2 separate regions of the Mus musculus genome follow, and region 1 is linked to region 2. The links are chromatin contacts, called in public HiChIP or PLAC-seq maps. All regions are on one chromosome and are shown on one strand. The core of a region is the stretch at or near the end of the contact, and the rest is flanking DNA. Distances in the headings are between cores, read along the strand shown. Region 1 has its middle 12 kb from the start of Mir6377. Region 2 overlaps Wwtr1 (WW domain containing transcription regulator 1).

Region 1 (3,538 bases), core at 337-2,836, 99 kb after region 2:
CAAGAGGCAAAGACAGGCGTGTATCTCTGAGTCCCAGCCTAGCCTGCTCTACAGAGCAAGTTCCAGGATAGCCCACCAGGATTTCACAGGAAAACCCTGTCTTGAAAAACCAAAACCAAACAAACAAATAAAAAGTAAACATTTCAGTCTGCCCATTAGTGATGCCCAGGTCTGCCTTTTATTTATTCATTTTTTGAGAGCATGGGTGTATGTGTGTGTGTGTGTGTGTGTGTGTGTGTGTGTGTGTGTGTGTGTGTGTGTGAGATTCTTGCCACACTGGGGATAGATCCAAAAGGCCTCCTGTGTGTTAGGCAATCATGTTAGCAGCGAGCGAGTTTTATTTCTGACCTTCTCCTATCCTTTTTTAATTAAGACAGTTGAATGAAGAAAAAAAAAAAAAAGAAAGAAAGAAATTAAATGGAAAGGAAAGCACATGACTGCTTGTAGGTATGGTAGAGGAGAGCGTTTATTATAGATATTATTTATTATTATTATTATAGAAGGGAGACAGAGCCAGAAGCAACATCTGGGAAAGCCCAGAGTGCTCATGACACTGGACCATGTGGGAAAAGGAGGAGGAGGAGGAGGAGGAGGGTGAGAGAGGATCCAAGTACAGCACCCACGGGGCCAAAGGAACAAAGGGATCAAAAGAGGAACTGAGAGGGGGTAATCAAAATATCTATATTATATAGGGAAGATCTTTTGGAGGAAGGGCAGCCCAACCCTTGGGCTCAAGAGTTCGGGGAACAGATATGCCAGCTATACCCTGTGGCAGGCAAGGACTGAGGGATGCTGGGAGAACCTGGAGGCTTTGATATGCTAACAAAGGTCCACCTTGATATGCTAAATAAGCACCTGTCTTCTCTCGTTGATTTACTCTGCTTTATTAATTATTACCCAGGGAGAGAGTGTGGAAATCAGAGGACAACCTTTGGGAGTCAGTTCCCCACTAGGGGGTCAATCAGGCTTGTGTCACAAGTACTGAGCCCTCTTCTTCACTTTTCCAACTTCTTAGAGACAGAGATTATGGGTGAACAAAAAGTATTTTATGTGTTTATAATTTGAGAGAGAGAGATCAGGAAGGGAGGAAGATCATACTAATGCTACTATAAAATAAGACTTGGTTCATTGTGCTTTTAGAAAAGTATATCTTGGCTAGCTGGCAGGAAGCTTTCTGGAAAGGAAGGTCGTGGGGCTGGGGTGGAGCTCAGTGGTAGATTACTCAGTATATGCAAAGCTCTGGGTTTGGTCCACATCATCTTGCTGGGGGTGGAGGTGCGGATGACAAAAATGAATGTATTTTAAAAAGAAAGAAAAGGAAAGCTTTTAGGGGAAGGGTCCAAAAGAAAGTGGCAATGCTTTCATTTTAATTGGCTTTCTGCTCTAATGCTCAGTGGTGTGAATGCTCAAAATGCGACAGAGTTTGCAAACTTTTATAAGTTGTCCTGGCAGCCATCTTTATTACACAAGCCAACCCCACCCCCTGCTGATTTTTCCATATTAACATACTTCCATTGTTCTCCATTGGGCCGGCAGTAACTTTAACTCTCTTCCAGATGTTTCCTGACATCAGCATTCAAGATGTGCTGGCCAGATGTCTTTAGAATTGCAGGAACTCTGTGCTGTGTATATTAGTTATGCAAATGGAAAAGTGAGGACAAGAAGCCAATATGGAGGATAAAAAGAACAAGGCAGAGACTGGGCCAAGTCTCTACTGGCACATGCACTTGAGTTAGAAAGCCAAGAGAGCAAGCTGTCTTTGATCAAAAGCCTCTAGCAGTCTACTGTCCATATTGAGGGGTTAGTGTCCTCAGTTTCCAGGTCAGGCCTGAGGTTCTGGAAGCTTCCACCATCTATTGGGTAACCATACTGAATATTCACAGATCTAGCAACCACTCTGACCTTTGCTTTACTTTGCTAACAACAATAACATCTTCATAGATCAAAGAACAGTTTCCCCAATGTAGTCCTTAGTAAGTCAGAAGACATTTTAATGGGGAAAAGGGTACAGCAGTCAACTGACTTGAGAAAAACTTAGGCAAAGTTAAACAGGGGCTGGAGAGATAGTTCAATAGTTAAGAGCACTTGTTGCTTCTGTAGAGGACCCATGTTTGATTTTCAGCACCTACATTGTGGTTCACTGTAGGTACTCCTATTACTCTAGTTTCAGGGGATCTGGCACCTCTTCCAGCCTCTGAGGACGCCAGGCACAAACTTGGAGCACAGACGCGCACACAGGCTAAACACTCACGCAATATATATGCTTTCTGTATTATATTATATGTAATCATAACTCATTATATATTACATATATCGTTATAATAACACACACACACACACATTCCTAAGCTTTCTCAGGGCTTCTGCTGCTTGTGTGCACAGTGAAAACTTACAGTAACACTTCTCAAAGTCCCCAGGGCCCAACAGAAAATTCTAGACTAGAGGCCACATAGGTTCTTAGTGCCAACTTACACCCAAGTGAGTATCTTTGCACACCTATATTTAATCAGTCTGTCACTGAATTCACAGTTGTACTTTCTTCTGGCTCAGCTCCAGCTCAGATTTCCTGCGTTATGGGCAACATGACCTGCATTCACCGAAACTGGAATGATACAACTCTGGCCATCTTCCTTTGTCTTTGGCCCCAGGCCCTCTCCATCTATATCATTCTGCTACAAGAGGACAGTGCTCATCTTCTGGGTACTGCTGTGGGTCCATCTTCATCATCTTAAAGTGTGTAGTTCACTAATAATAAGCATATTTGATAGTTTCCAGTTAAAAGCCTACACTTCTTAGTTTCCCTTATGGCCAGAAGTGGGGACTCAAGAGGAAATACACTACAATCATTTTCCATCCTTATAAGGGTCACAGCCATCTGACTCGGAGGGCAATCTCTCATCTTCCTGCATAGCATGGGACATATGGCTCAGTTTCCTGTGGGTAACGTAATAACCTGTCATGGTGTGATCAATAAACATGGTCCTACATGTCTGAGGTCAGATGTGCCTCTCCTTTTCTGCTTTTTCATCTTTTTAAGCTAACCCCCAGCAGTTTCCATCTTGTACACTGGAGGGACTAGGCATTAGATAGATTCCCTGGGAGACCAATAGGGAGAGGTGATAAAAGTGGTCATCTCCCAAGACTTAAGGCGAAAGCTTGGCCAAGTAAACCAAAGGCCTTGCAGGTTCTTCCCGTTTTATCTTTCTTCAAACTGTCCAGTCCAATATTTGAGAGGTAGACTCTTTAGAGACATTAAAAACAAACAAGCAAACAACAAGAACAGCCCTGGAGAAGAGTCTGGATTTTCATCTTTGCAGAGGGTCCTTTTCTCTGTGCGTACTTCCTCACTCCTCTTCAGCTGCTGATTCTCTGCACTCCCATTTGAGGTGTTAGAGATTTCTCCGCTGCCTTAACCCCTACCTCTGTCCCTGGCAGAGACCATATTCCCTTTTCTTCTATGAATCTGATAACAATAACCACTTTGTATAAATTATAGTCAGTGTTTGTATCTTTGTAGCTGGTTTATTATATTTACATA
Region 2 (3,398 bases), core at 97-2,596:
TCTCCTATCATTAAGTGATTTAGAGACTTCAGCATTGGCTCCCCTCACCCAGCTCCCAGCCCCAAAAGATGCTATTCCCTGTCTCATCCCTGGCTGCCTCTATTAATATGACTGAGTCACTTCCCTTCTCCTGTTTCTCAGTGTGACCACGCTGTGTGCCAAGCCGGAGAGTTTAACTAGATTAATCCCACTTCCTTTCTACTCCCACCTCCTTCCTGGCTTTATTCTCCTGCTGGGTCTACTTTAAGAAAAGGTCTTCTATTTAAAAAGTATAATCTCTTGTGGAAATTAACACCAACACATCTATATATTGTTATATCCTAAGTCTCCTTATGTTCTATATACTCTATAAATACATGCTATTTCCAAATGTAAAGGGGTTGGGGGAACTAACTGTGTATGATGACATATGCAAATAACGGGCTCATTAGTGGGGGGTTTGTTTGATTTTGTTTTGTTGTGTATTCCTATGTACATGGTTTTGTGACTGTGAGATGATTTTATAATTAACAAAGGCTAAAATACTCATGAAGGCACACACATACAAGAACAAAGGAAAAGTAATGCGCAAATATGTAGGTTGCCTGACAGCCACTACTGAAGATAAACCGTAGACTTACGCGTCAGCTGTCTTCCCCCTTTGACGAAGCTCCTTCTAACCCAAACCCCCTTCACTCCCTTAGTCTGAAGAACAGTCCTATTTCTTTCCCAAAAGAATATAAGTTCTTTGAAGCACATAAAGACAATAAAGATATAAAAAAATAGGGATGACTGAAGATACTTCATTTTGAAAGAATTCAGAAATCCTTATAGCATAGGCAAAGAACTTGATCTTCAGATATAAGCTTGGAGCCAGGTGTGGTGGCATATGCCTTTAGTCCCAACACTCCCGGCAGAGTCAGGCTAATCTCTCTAAATTCAAGGTCAGCCAAAGCTACAAACCTTGCCTCAAACAAATAAGGCAATAACAACATAAAATACATAAATGAAATGAAAAGAAAAATTACACTCCCCCCCCCATATCTTCCTGCAGTCTTAAAAGATTGGGAGTAAATGGAACCAGTCTGTTGGCCCCATGTAGTTTACAAAGAATAGCAGTTCCTAAGAGGAAGGGAAGCTTTTCTTGACAATCACAAACTTTTCCATAGACTTAAAAAACAAAATCCCTACAAAGGTTTCCCGTGACGAGCCTCGAATAGCATGTGGTGGGAAAAGCGCCCACAACAAATAAGGAAGGAGTGGCCGTTCTCCTTCCTTGGAAGGACAAACCTGTACTAGACTTCAAACCCCAGCAGGACTTGGCTCCAGAACTGGCTAGTCACCAATGAGCAGGAGCACATCCAGGGACCTGGGGTTTGCCAGCAGACAGAAAAGGCCAGCGTGCCTCTGGAAAGATTCTGGACCGGAAAGGATGGCTACTGGGAAACCGATGTGTCAAATTCTCTTCCCCGTGGATTAATACAAAACGATTCTAATTATGAGATAAAGTCTGTGGGTAAAGATTAACTACAATAAAGAGAGGAAGCACTCTTGCCCTTAGGTTACCCCTTACTTCCAAGCCTGGCCCTGCCCATGAGCCTGGGGGGACTGTCTGGTTTTCTCCTCTCCTACTGCTTTGTCCTACATATTACTTTTCCTTCAGATGAGAAAGACCATGTGCCCTCGGTCTTGATGGCTTTCCTTTCCCTTTCTCCTTTTCCTCTCCTCTCCCACTTAGATTTGTTCTATCCCAAGTCCATATGGAATCTAAATTATTCCTGGGAATAGATCTCCAAAGCCACACACACACACACACACACACACACACACACACACAAATTCGGGGCTCTCCAGAGCCACTACTACCCCTGTAACCTACTACAGACTCTTTACAATCCTAAAAGATCACAATCTTGAAATCACAACATACCTGGGAACCTGAACTTTAACACTAGCACAGACCCTGTGTCACCTAACTGAATAACCCACCCCAAACTTGGCATCCATAGCCAAAGAGATGCAAAACAAAGCCCCTATAGTAAATATGCTAAGCAAAAACACATGCAAGGAAAGCCGGTCTGTTCTAAGCATCCTAGATTATCAACAATCACTTACAGGTTTCATGATTCATGACCAGGATTCCCAAGTTCACTTATTAGTGTCAGGCATCTCCTGCTTCAAGTTCAAGGCTAACAAAGTTGACCCAACAACCAAAGTCTATATACCTACTATGCGTGATGCACAGTGCTCTGGCCAGGAATAAAAAATGAGAAGCATTTTATATATAAACAACATATACATATAGAAGCATTAAAAGCCAAGATAAACCCTTATCTGAAAAATAGAATCTACCAGCTTCTCAGTGCCCAGCAAATAAATGGTCTGGTGTTTGTGGAAGGATTTACTTGCCAGTCCTTGACCTAGTACACTTCTGTTTATGGAAGAAAGCCACATGACAATAATGTATAATGTGTTTTATATGCTGGAAGCATAGAAAGGTATAAAAATGGAAATGATTATAAGTGCCCTTATCTTTTTACTGCCCTATGCCTTTGCCCCTCTTTCTTTGATATATCAGTTTCACACTACAGTCAGGATGAGTGCTCCAATCATCAGGCCATGAAAGCCTTCCCCCTGCCCCTTTACCCACCACAACCTAGCAGGTCATAAAGATAACGGTACCCATGAGACAGGAACAATAAGGCACACTAAGGAGCAAGTCCATCGTAATGCTATTTTGATGAAGTTCCTCTTTGACCTCTTCCTTGACTCCGTCTTATTTTGGGGAGTAGAATTATTTCTCTTCCAGTGAAATGTAAACTTTTCTCATGACCATGGAACAAACTGCATGGCATACAAAAGGTTTGTTTGTTTGTTTGTTTTTAAATCTTGCAATCCCCATGACATTATAAGTCCAATTTAGATATAGATGAACTTGATTCACCGGTCCTGATTACCGCTCTCTATAACAAAGGTGTATGTTAACAGCCCCGATGTAATGTCATCTCAGCTCTTTTTTTTTTTTTTTTTTTCTTTTGGTTTTTCGAGACAGGGTTTCTCTGTATAGCCCTGGCTGTCCTGGAACTGATTCTGTAGACCAGGCTGGCCTTGAACTCAGAAATCCGCCTGCCTCTGCCTCCAAGTGCTGGGGTTAAAGGAATTCGCCACCACTGCCAGGCATCATCTCAGCTCTTGAAGGACAGCCTGGCTTACATAGGGAGTTCCAGGCCAACCAGACCCTGTCTCTAAATAAATAAGTAAACAAACAAACAAAAGCAATAACATTAAACAGTGCTAAATGAAATACCCTTGCAAGCTGCTTTTTGTGAATTGACACAAGTAGACTCAGTCTTGGTACATGGTAAAAAGGAAAACTTAAATGCATTTGAATGAGACTGATAAATTCTCAGACAGGGTTT

The links. HiChIP or PLAC-seq counts read pairs in DNA pulled down with a chosen protein or histone mark.
Region 1: a contact with region 2 is called in an H3K27ac HiChIP or PLAC-seq map of heart atrium, with 7 read pairs. The contact joins two enhancer-like sites. A contact is called at or near these places in 3 of 484 Hi-C or Micro-C datasets (the HL-1 cell line, embryonic fibroblasts and uterus), 2 of 115 datasets of contacts at active chromatin or transcription factors (fibro-adipogenic progenitors and heart atrium) and 1 of 9 other capture datasets (embryonic stem cells).

What each region holds. Positions count from the first base shown.
Region 1 is chr3:57,603,200-57,606,737 of GRCm38.p6, forward strand. No RefSeq gene overlaps it. Among named protein-coding and RNA genes, the nearest start is that of Mir6377, 12 kb to the right of the region's middle. Within about 2 kb of position 1,587, at least 17 of the 459 cell types and tissues checked have an H3K27ac peak or open chromatin away from gene starts, as enhancers often do. A contact at or near this core is called in heart atrium, where this site is marked.
Region 2 is chr3:57,504,850-57,508,247 of GRCm38.p6, forward strand. The region is part of intron 2 of Wwtr1 (WW domain containing transcription regulator 1); the gene reads right to left. Among named protein-coding and RNA genes, the nearest start is that of Wwtr1, 69 kb to the right of the region's middle. Within about 2 kb of position 1,347, at least 10 of the 459 cell types and tissues checked have an H3K27ac peak or open chromatin away from gene starts, as enhancers often do. A contact at or near this core is called in heart atrium, where this site is marked.